4 separate regions of the Sus scrofa genome follow, and regions 2, 3 and 4 are each linked to region 1. A link is a contact called in public Hi-C and promoter capture Hi-C data. All regions are on one chromosome and are shown on one strand. The core of a region is the stretch at or near the end of the contact, and the rest is flanking DNA. Distances in the headings are between cores, read along the strand shown. Region 1 holds the start of AAK1 (AP2-associated protein kinase 1). Region 2 holds the start of SNRPG (small nuclear ribonucleoprotein G). Region 3 holds the start of PCYOX1 (prenylcysteine oxidase 1). Region 4 holds the start of TIA1 (nucleolysin TIA-1).

Region 1 (2,676 bases), core at 103-2,602:
AAGAATGGGCTTGAAAATGTTTTTGGTTTTTTTTTTTTTTAAATATAAGGCCACCGAGGTAAACAATTTCTGGCAACCTTCTTCTACCCACAAATCCTTGTCACTTTCAAATCTCAGTTTTAAATTTCTCAAGGACAATGACTCACAGGGCAAGGAAAGGGGGAAGGGAGGGAGGGTCAACCGGTCTAGAGCCGTTCATACATTCAACAACTAGAAACCAGAGTCCTGCTGCATCAGCACAGGATTTTAATTTACGGCGCACTGAAAGAGTCCCACCGTACCTTCCGCCAACACCTCGTCCACAGTAACCTGCTGTCGCCCAATGCCAAAGACCCTTCCGATGTAGCCACTGCCCAGGCCCGAGGTGCTGCCCCCTCCTCCGCTGGAGCCGGAGCCCAGGCCAGAGCCTCCCTGCTCTCGCCTGGAGTCGAAAAACTTCTTCATCTTGCGGAAAGGAAGCAGTAAAGCAAAATACCGACGGTTTCTAGATTTTTTTTTTGATTTTTTTTTTTTTTTTTTTTTTTTTAAGAAAACAAGAGATCCAAGGATTTCTTCTCGGATTTCAGCTCGGAGAGGAGCCACCCGAATCCGGCCGTGGGGGTGGGGGCTGGGGGAGGATGCCTATAGGAATATGCGTGTCAATCGCGCGGCGGTCCCCTCCTCCTCAACAGAGCGATTCGTGTAAGTTTAAACCTGTGATGACAGAGGGAGAGAGAGAGGATGAATCAGTAACACACTTAAAAATTCAACCGCTGAGTCCTAGGGGGAGCAAAAGCCATCATCCTGGGGAAACGCTTCATGCATTTTCTAAGGGAGAAAAACCCTGGGGCTGAAAACCCACCGGTTCTCAGCCCCAGAACCCTGGACCCTCTTGCCCAGGGTTCTGAAAAAGGAGGGATTCGGGCCGCCTCCGGCAGCACCGACCCAGCTGGACACTGCCTCCCCTCCTCCCCGGTCTCCCGCCGCCCCGCGAGAGAGCATCCCGGCGGCACCCACTTGAGATGGCTCGGCGGGCCGGCGCCCAGCTACCAGCCCCGCAACATTGTCACGGCCGCCGGGCCGGCCTGCGAAGCTGTGAGGAGGCGGCGCTGCAGCTAGAGCCGGGGCAGCGTTCGGCGCCCGCCCGCCAGCTGATCCCCGGAGCGCCCGGCGGAGACTGACCCGCCACCCCTCCCCCGTGCGCGCTCCCGCCCGGCTCCATCCATCCAACCAGGAAGTGAAACGCCGCCGGAAGTGCCTCTCGGGACGGCGCGGCTAGAGGCCAAGGCCTCCAGCTGCAGCCGCTCTCTCACAACCAGCGGGAAGGAGTCGTCGGAGAGTAGAGAGCTGGGGAAAGGGGCGGGGGGGGGGACCTCAATGCGGGGAGAGTTTTGGAAAAGAACGTTGATATTGCCCGACCCTTAAGGCACCATGGGAAAGGTAGTTCGGCGCATCCCAGCAGCTGGACTACAACTCCCAAGATACCCGTGGAGGAGCGAGCGAGGCGGCTGCGGTGGCCTCCTCCGCCGCAAGGTGGTTAGTGGGGTGGTGCATTTGTGAGGATTCGGTTAAACATCCGGCGAGAAAACTGCTAGGGACTAGCGTTTCCAGCCTGCTCTCTATGTTCCACTCTTGTGGAGCCATCTTATTTGAGGCTTGATCTGCACAAGGGATTCTGGGGATTGTGGTTTCCAAGCATATCCCGGCTGACACCTGAAGGACGCAGCTTAACCGCTCAGCCCCTAGCGGGTCCTGCTGGGCGTACCTTCGACACCTGGGCAGACAGAGGTGAAAGACTGAGGGTGACCCGGAAATTTTGCTGGCAGATGTTTTTGGTTTTTGGATTTTGGGGTTTTTTTTTTGGTTTTTGTTTTACCAGACCACACCCAAACGCCAACCCTAACATAAATAAGCCTGGAGCCCTTCCTCCTCCAGCTTCAGATGTTACTAAGAACCAGCTCAGCTGAGCTAGTCCTCATAAGACGTTGTCTTTTCAGGAAATCTACAGGCGCGACTCAAACTGAGAAAGTTAAAGAGCGTGTGCAGGGCAGATCGTAGGGTATCAGGAGACCCAAACCTTTGGTTTGAACCCAAACTTTGGGGCTTGTCTCACGGTGACCCTGCATTCTGCCACCTTTTCTGTTGCTGTGGGTGGGCCTGACCTTCACTAACCCCCTTCCATACAAGAACTCTAGGCTGACCTGTTATTTCTTTTCACTTCAAGATCCCCCCCATGATGCCTATTTTATCCTGATATCGTCCAACTGCTGAGAGTGGGGGTGGACAGCGTGATTTACCTCTGCCAAATGCAGAAGATTTGGAAGGCATCTTGGGACCCTTCTCCATTCCTAGATTTCCTGATGGATGGTGCTGAAGGTAGTGTCAAATCCCTGCCCATCCCCCTCCGCAAATCCATGATTTTCCAAATCCCTAAATATGGGTTATTTCTCACTTCCACCTGCTCGCCCTAATTCTGCGAGAGCCTTCTTGGCTTGTAAATTAGTTCCAGATTTTTTCTGCAGACACTTGAGAAGATGTGGGGGCGGGGCGGGGCAGGGAGGATGGTTCTTGCTTTCTCTAATCTGAAAATTGAACTGAGCTGTGAGAGGTTTATGCTGCTGCTTTCTCTTCTTCCTCCTCTTCCTGGTTCTCCTTCTCCCTCTCCCTCTTTTCCTTATTCCTCTTCTTTCTTTTCCT
Region 2 (2,676 bases), core at 88-2,587, 600 kb after region 1:
AAGCAGACGGAAGATATAAAAATGCAAAAAAAAAAAAAGATTTCGGGCCTCGTGGGTGGCATGCGGAAGTTCCTGGGCTAGGGACTGAACTTGAACCACAGCAGTGCCATGTTGGATCCTTAACCGGCTGAGCCACGAGGGAACTCCAAAAAAAGATGGTAAGGAAGAAAAAGTTAAAAGTCATTTTGGAGGTAGACCTGGCAGGATCTCACAATTATTGAAATCTACATATAAGAAAAGAAAGGTAATTAAAAACTCTCATTAATATCTTAAGAATCAAAAAGGAAATCTTACCAAGAACACCCCCCCAACAAAAGAGCCTTCTCTAATTAGAGAAAAATGAATGTTCTCACGCATTCCAGTTAACAGAGCAAAATATCACACATTCAAGTTCAACCTAAGTGCAAGAAATTAAGAAAAAAGAACGGGATTTCTTTTTTTTTTTTTGTCTTTTTGCTATTTCTTTGGGCCGCTCCCGCGGCATATGGAGGTTCCCAGGCTAGGGGCTGAATCGGAGCTGTAGCCACTGGCCTACACCAGAGCCACAGAAACGCGGGATCCGAGCCGAGTCTGCAACCTACACCACAGCTCACGGCAACGCCGGATCCTTAACCCACTGAGCAAGGGCAGGGACCGAACCCGCCACCTCATGGTTTCTAATCGGATTCGTTAACCACTGCGCCACGACGGGAACTCCCAAGAACGGGATTTCTAAGTTAAAGCTCAAAGGAACCACCAACACACTAAGATGAAGGCAGCTTTTGAATTTCTCATATACCATCAAAACAATTCCATTCCATCCACCTCCTTAGTTCCTTACAGAATTACTGTCCAACCACCTTATCTCGAACGTGATGCTACTCAAGGCGTTCAGCTAACTGTGGTATTCAAGATCTTTAAGTAACGAAGGATCGAGTGCCAGAGACCCGGCCAGGAACTCCGGCCTGGGAGGCAAACCTGCAGACGGAGGGGCCTTTACGTCTTTGAAAAGCATGCCCACCAGGCCGAAATACAACATTTGCGCGGGATGCAGGCCCGGAAACGTGGGACGGTGGCCCGGATCGCGGCGGCAGCCAGTGGCAATAAGCACGGCAGACACACTCTCCGGAAATGGCTGGGGATCCAAGGAACTCAAGGCCTACAAAGAAGCCGCCATTTATGCGCGGCCCTCATGCATACTTACTTCTTCAACTCCGGCGGGTGAGCTTTGCTCATGATGCCTACTCCGCGAACTCAAAGAAACCTCCAAACGGAATTCGTGTTCTCCCTCACGCTCCAGCGGTAGGCCCGGTGCTTTGCGTCTGACGTCACTGATCCCGTTAGCCAATTGATTGTTGGCCGCTTTCACGTTTCACGTCGCGATACTTAGGAAAATCCTGAGCTCGCAGATCAGTCCCAAGCTTCCGTTGTGTCGCCAGGGATTGGCTAGAGCGGAGGGGTGGGGCCTCCAGTCTTTATATTCCTCTTTGTAATTGGGTTGCTGTTCCTGCCTCTAGCATTTGAAGGACGCTGGTTAACTCATTGTCTTTGTGGGTTGCAAAGTTGTCTTGACGCTACCAGATGAAAATAAGCTCTGGAGGGGTAGGCTCCTAAAAATTTCTTTGGCATGTGTGTGCATACTTCCATGTGTTGTTCTTCCCTTTGTTGTCCTCTGCAAACACTGCGGTTTTTTTTTTTTTGGTCTTTTTAGGACCGAACCCTCCGCATATGGAAGTTCCCAGGCTGTGGGTCAAATCTGCGCTGCAGCTGCTGGCTTTTGCCATAGACAAAGCAACGCTGGATTCTTAACCTACTGAGCGAGGCCAGGAATCAAACTAGTATCCTCATGGATACTAGTCCGGTTCTTAACTCCCTGAGCCACATCGGGAACTCGTTTTTTTTTTTTTTTTAATTTAGCAAATTGAAGGTTTGAGGCAGCCCAGAGTCCAGCAAATCTCCCAGCGCCATTTTCCCAAGAGCATTTGTTCACTTTGTGTCTGTGTCATTTTGATAATTCTTACAGTATTTCAAATTTTTTCATTACTGTATTCGTTATGGTGATCTATGATAGGTAATCACACTAAGAAAAAAAAAATCTTGTGACTTGCTTTGAGGTATTTGCTTCACTGTTGAACCTGTGGTATTTTAGTATTCCCACAGGATGTCATGCTACAACTAAGGTTCTAGTAACAGCTCAGTTAACGACCTCTGCACCAAAGGAATAGAGTGAGGGGGCCTCAGTTTCCAAAAATTTTAATCTAGAGGAGTTCCCGTCGTGGCGCAGTGGTTAACGAATCCGACTAGGAACCGTGAGGTTGCGGGTTCGGTCCCTGCCCCTGCTCAGTGGGTTAACGATCCGGCGTTGCCGTGAGCTGTGGTGTAGGTTGCAGACATGGCTCGGATCCCGCGTTGCTGTGGCTCTGGCGTAGGCCGGTGGCAACAGCTCCGATTCGACCCCTAGCCTGGGAACCTCCATATGCCGCGGGAGCGGCCCAAAGAAATAGCAAAAAGACAAAAAAAAAAAAAAAAAAAAAAAAAATTTTAATCTAGAGGTCATAAGTATATTCCCCACGGACAGTCCTGCAATGCTTCCAAAACCCCACTTAACTGTACCTTGCCCCTCTATATAAAGTATGAAGAGCAGCACACAGATGATTTCTAAAATATTGATTTTCAAGTCGAAAGGTGTAAAAAATG
Region 3 (2,676 bases), core at 94-2,593, 570 kb after region 1:
TTTTCCTCATATATGCCAGGCATTTTCCTTTTTTAGAAAGCTCTTTCTCCAAATATTCACCTGGTCCACTCTCTCAATTATTGCAAACTTTTGTTCAAGTGCCATCCTGCTCAGTGAGGCCTGATCTGACTATCCTATTTAAAATTGCAAGCCATTCTCCACTTTTTTTTCCTCCACTCTATATTATGTCATTTGCTTACTTATTCTAATTGTCATTTGTTTCCCTTCACTAGAATGTATACGTCATTAGGATAAATATTTTAAAAATTGTTTTGTTCACTGGTTTTTCTCAAGTACCTATAATAACATTGCCTGCCACGTGGAAGGAGCTCAATAAATAATTGTCCACTAAGTAAATCCTTTATTTTGCAGTAGTTTAAACTTTCTTTTTATTTAACTTATTTTCCTTCCATCCATATACTGTTCTTCACATTCACGTACTAGTTTTTCTCCCCCCCCTTTTTGATTGGGTGTGATATATGTAGATATAGATATAGATATGTATTTTAAGGGCCACATTTAGAGCATATGGAAGTTCCCAGGCAAGGGGCAAATCTAAGCTGCAGCTGCCAGCAACAGCCACAGCCACAGCCTGGCCAGATCTGAGCCACATCTGTGACGTACAGCACAGTTCAGAGCAACGCTGGATCCTTAACTCATTGAGTGGGGCCAGGAATCAAATCTGAGTCTTCATGGATACTAGTCAGGTTCCTAACCTGCTGAGCCACAATGCGAACTCCCTGGGTGGGATATTTTAATTACAGAAATAGTATCATATGACACCCATCACTTTCTCAACAGCTTTTATGACCGAACAATACTGGGACAATAGATACAAAGCCTGCATTCTTTTAAATGTTTGCCTAATGTTCCGTATGATACGAGTACACACACGACTTTCGTTTATATCTGTTACTATTTTTCCACTTCCTTCAGTTTGGACCACCCCATCCCTGGTCTCTGTCATTTTCCCTTTCACCTAGCACCCTTTACCCAGTCATCTTGTACCCAACAAATCTCGAACATAGTGAACACGGTGATCACTCAGTAAGTATTTGGGGCACCCTTGTCCGTTTCTAACAGTGGTTTGCTGTGTGCATTCTTTGAGCCTGAGCGATTGAATCAACAGAAGAGGGCAGTATTGATGAAATTAAAAGCTGGGGTGAGCCTCCTCTGGGGCCTTTGGCAACTCCCTGAAGCAGCCTGGGCTTCAGAGGTGCAAGGAGGACTTGGGGGACCGAGAGGATTGCGTTGTAGCTTCTGGAGGAAGGGTGGCCTTGGAGTATCAGGTGCCTGAGCTGGGGACGGGCCTGGGCGGGGCTTGGAGGGGCGAGGCCAGCTAGGGGGCGGGGCGAGCGGAGAGCGCAGGCTCAAATGCGGGCGGACCGCCGGGCGCTCTAGTACGACTGCAGCACTGGGAGAACCATGAAGCCCCTCGCTGGCGGGCTCCCCTGCTTCTTGACTTTCGGGCTGTGGCTGGGGCTGCTACTTCTGTGCAGCTGGGGGTGCCCCGGGAGCGCCGCGCCGCGGTCCCCGCCAGAGAAGATCGGTAGGCGAGAAGGAGGCAGCGCAGGGCGGAGGTGGCGGGAATAAGCCCGGTGCCTGGCGGCGGCAGGCTGATACACTAGGCCCGGCACCTGTGACACCCGCCGAGCAGCGCCGAATGAGCCCTCCGCGCAAGCGGAGCCCATTCCGGCTCGCGCCCCAGGGACCGCGCTTTCCCGAGGGTGAAGACATCTCCATTTGAGGAGTTGGCTGTAGAGGGGTAGACCTGGGCCGGGGAGCGGGAGCCAAGCGTCCCTGCGGCCCCTGTCTCGGAGGCCTGGGGCTCCGAGGAGGCTGAGGCCCCTCCTGCCGACTTCTCTTGCTGCAGTTGCGGGAGGACAGTCCCCTGGTTGGTCCGGGAGCGACAGGCCGCTTCCGCTCTGCAGTTGAGAGGCCCACGAGGGCACAGCACACCGAGCAGTGCAAACAACCTGACCGCGCTGACCGCGTCTCCTTCCCTTGATGGGCTTCGGCGCCCTCGCCGCCCCGCCCCGCAGCTCTACCCATTCCCCAGCCCGGCCCGGCTGCTCCGCTGAAGTTTGCCTGCTCGCAGAGGCCACTGGCTTGCACAGTTTTCTGCCTAGAACGACTACACAGCCGAAGCATTCACTCTTAGTTTCAGTCTTTTTGGTGTTTTGCTCTGTTTTCTTTTGCTTTGCTTTTTAAATTCCCCTTAAAGCTGTGTTCTTTGGGATCATTAACCTGTTCACATTAACGAGACAGAGCAAATGTAGGCAAAAATGGCGGCCACTTTATTTAAAATGCGTGCTGGAAGGGCCCCACCTCCTCTGTTCCCATGTATTGGTCACAAAGAATGGTGTGCGGGCCACTTGGTGCCTCCGCAAAGAACTGTGAGAATCTTGGGGCATTGGGGGAAAAAAATTAGTGTCAGTTTGTAAGTTTATCTATTATCACTTTTGCCTGGAGGCAGTGACTGTCCAGATTCAGAGTTCTATCTTCACAGCAGCTGTCACTTGCCTCCCTGTCCCCAGGCTTCCCTAAGTTGTTAATAGCCTAAAGTAACGTCTGTTAACAGTCTTTCAAAAAACGAAACCTACAAAGCTGATAAGAGGGAAAAAACTGTTTCTTTTTTCCCCCTCTAGCGGTCATTGGAGCTGGAATTGGTGGCAC
Region 4 (2,676 bases), core at 101-2,600, 550 kb after region 1:
GTCAGTCTTCCTAAGAATAAAAACAAAAAACTACATCAAAAACTCATTGGGCTTTTTTCTTTCTTTTGGAGAAAAGCAACAAAGGCAGGATCACCTCATCCGACTATACTTGGAAAAACAAAGAATGCTGGGGAAGGCTACATGACAAAGAAAAGATCCCAAACGAAGATCATTTAACACTACCTCTAAAAATTCCCAGAGGTGACTAAATACGTTAAGGTACTTATTAATTGCTGCTTCATTAAAAACTCCCCAGTCCTTCAGAGTCATGTCAATCACAAAAGTAGAAGGCGAAGATATAAACGTATTAGATCCACTTCCCCTTAGTAGATCTATCCCTCCGGGTGAGATTTCCATTTGAAAAAACAAACAAAAAAACCCCCAAACAAACAAACAAACACAGCACTTTCAAAATCCTCAAGGGGTCCGATTTTAGACTTTTTCATCTGGAGAGGGGGTGCCACAGAAGGAAAGCCAAAGAAAAGTTCAAAGAAAAACATCTGGCTTTTTTTCCAGTTGGCAACTGCGGGAATAAAGTTTACCTCCCGGAAAATGAGTCCAAACATTTTCAAGAGAAGAATGCCTATCAACGAGAAGGAAATGAAAGGAAGAGTTTCTGGGAAAAAAACTAAAATGAAAGGAAATAAAGCTCGAAAAGAGGTTAATCGAGAAGCCGGGGTGGGGGGGGGGGAGAAGAAAAGCGTGGGACAAAAAGGCTCGCCAAGTTCTAAAGAGGTTTGAATTAAAAAGTCTTCTCCTGGCCTAAAACCACAGAAGGCCCCGGGCGAAGCCAAAAGCCACGCTGTGGGGTAGTAAACGTGTAGGGACTAATTTAGAGGGTTGAGCCCCCTCTCCCTCCAGCTCGTCCTCTCACAGCCGGGGTCTCGGTCCCTAGGCAGCCAGGTGAGCGCCTAAAATAGGAGCCACGAAATCGCGGCGTCCACGGGGAACAATAGGCTGAGCAACGGCGCTGAGCCGAAGCCTCGCTCCGGGACCACCACCATCCCGCCCCCCTCATCGCTGCCCCAGACTCACAGAGTCTTAGGCATCTCGTCCTCCATGGCTGCTGCTGTCGCGGCGGCGCCTCTGAGTCCAGCTCCCTACGCTTTACTACCTCACAAATCTTTTGAGCGGCTATGGCTGCGGAATAGCGGGGGTTTCTTGGCTGACCGGAGGTTACTCCGCCTCCTTCTTCGACAGCAATGACACTAAACCACCCGGCCCAGAGCGAACAATGAAGCCCCGATACAAGATGGCGGCGAGCCGGGAGCCTTGGAGCCGCCAGCGAAGTGACCCGGGCCGCGCAGGCGCAGAAGAATCTTGCACTTTCAACCTCCCGGCCGCCAGGCTACACCTCAGTCCATACATTCACTTGTTGCGCAGCCGCTCTTCCAACCACGCCAGGGATTTGTCTCAGACTGCGCAGGCGTGAAGGTTAACTATTTCAGGACTACAGTAAACTTTATTGAATTCCACCTCCCGATTCGAATGTTTCAACGGTGAATTATAATGAAATATAAATATTCGTGGAAATGAAAAGTTCGAAGTGTTTCTACAAGAAGAAAAAGCTATAAAAATAATCTAAGGCAAAGCAAAAGGCCATGCGCCGCCCGGGAATCGAACCCGGGTCGCAAGAATGGGAATCTTGCATGATACCACTACACCAGCGGCGCTGACGGTAATGCTTCTTGCAGAAATGCTTTAGAACTAATAGCAAGCAAACTTTCGTTCCCGAACAGCTATGAGGAAGGTTCGTTCACTCCTTTAAAAACAAAAGCCTATTGCTACTTTCCCTTAATGTAAGTGATGATTTCTCTCATTCCAATACAGTTAAATGGATGTTCCTACTTTTTCAGTACGGAAAAATCTCATTTAAAATTTGTTTTTAAACTTAAAAAGTAAGAGTTTCATTAAGAAGAATTTGTCTTGTTGGTGTTAAGCAGCTTTTTGAAAGCCGGGCATGTATTTCCAGATTTTTGCGGAGTTTTTCTTTATGTACTCAGTGTACATTGGAAAATATTAAAGAAATATTTATTTAATGCAAATCGGTCCCAAGAATTCTAAAACCATATGAATTGGGGCATATACAAGTTTCAGTCCTTTTGGGGTGGGTGGGGGGGAGGCAGAAAAATTAGGGTTCTGAAATGTACTTCAATATACTCATTATGCATTTTGTATTGCATTTTATAATTTATGTGAAAAAATTTAAACATTGGGGAATGTCCGTGTTCAAAAATGTGATCTCTTCTTTGAAGTAGTTCCTTTAGACTGTGATAATTTTGGATTACCATTTTTGGACTTGTCTTTAGAATCTGTTGCACATTCTTAGGATTTCATTCAAAGATATCAAATATTAGTCTTTTGAGGATGAATAAGACAAATGTTAATAGTAGATTGTATTTTTTTAAGAAACTTTTTGAGATATAATTTGCATAATGTACATTTCTTCCATTTAAAATATGCAGTTCAGTGTGGTTTTTTTAGTGTATTCACAGAGATGTGTAGCCATCTCATAATCAATTTTAGCACACTTTCACCATCCTGAATAGGAAAGCTGTACAATTAGCAGTTACTTCCTATTCCCCATCCCGCCCCTCTCCCCAACCCACTATTTTTGTGTTTCTATAAATTTGTCTATTCAGGACATTTCATATTGTCTCTGAAAAATTAATAGTC

The links. Promoter capture Hi-C pulls out the DNA fragments that hold promoters and counts their contacts. A called contact is a pair of places that touch in the nucleus more often than the background predicts.
Region 2: a Hi-C map of liver shows a contact between it and region 1, with 7 times the contacts expected there. The contact joins the promoter of SNRPG here to the promoter of AAK1 in region 1. A contact is called at or near these places in 2 of 47 Hi-C or Micro-C datasets (heart right ventricle and liver).
Region 3: a contact with region 1 is called in a promoter capture Hi-C map of liver, with 3 times the contacts expected there. The contact joins the promoter of PCYOX1 here to the promoter of AAK1 in region 1. A contact is called at or near these places in 1 of 5 promoter capture datasets (liver), 1 of 47 Hi-C or Micro-C datasets (heart right ventricle) and 2 of 2 datasets of contacts at active chromatin or transcription factors (alveolar macrophages and skeletal muscle).
Region 4: a contact with region 1 is called in a promoter capture Hi-C map of liver, with 6 times the contacts expected there. The contact joins the promoter of TIA1 here to the promoter of AAK1 in region 1. A contact is called at or near these places in 1 of 5 promoter capture datasets (liver) and 2 of 2 datasets of contacts at active chromatin or transcription factors (alveolar macrophages and skeletal muscle).

Annotation. Positions count from the first base shown.
Region 1 is chr3:72,792,653-72,795,328 of Sscrofa11.1, reverse strand. AAK1 (AP2-associated protein kinase 1) reads right to left here and starts at 1,352. Exons shown (of 21, transcript XM_021087408.1): 1 at 997-1,352; 2 at 282-693. The coding sequence starts at 444. It overlaps LOC102163904 (a long non-coding RNA gene), which reads left to right and starts at 1,519. Exons shown (of 6, transcript XR_302389.3): 1 at 1,519-1,767; 2 at 2,204-2,355.
Region 2 is chr3:72,197,383-72,200,058 of Sscrofa11.1, reverse strand. SNRPG (small nuclear ribonucleoprotein G) reads right to left here and starts at 1,337. Exons shown (of 4, transcript XM_003125052.4): 1 at 1,184-1,337. The coding sequence starts at 1,215.
Region 3 is chr3:72,222,272-72,224,947 of Sscrofa11.1, reverse strand. It overlaps PCYOX1 (prenylcysteine oxidase 1), which reads left to right and starts at 1,343. Exons shown (of 6, transcript XM_003354779.4): 1 at 1,343-1,549; 2 at 2,649-2,676. The coding sequence starts at 1,426.
Region 4 is chr3:72,239,209-72,241,884 of Sscrofa11.1, reverse strand. It overlaps TIA1 (nucleolysin TIA-1), which reads right to left and starts at 1,350. Exons shown (of 13, transcript XR_002342584.1): 1 at 1,036-1,350. TRNAG-CCC (a tRNA gene) reads right to left here and starts at 1,673; the gene lies at 1,603-1,673.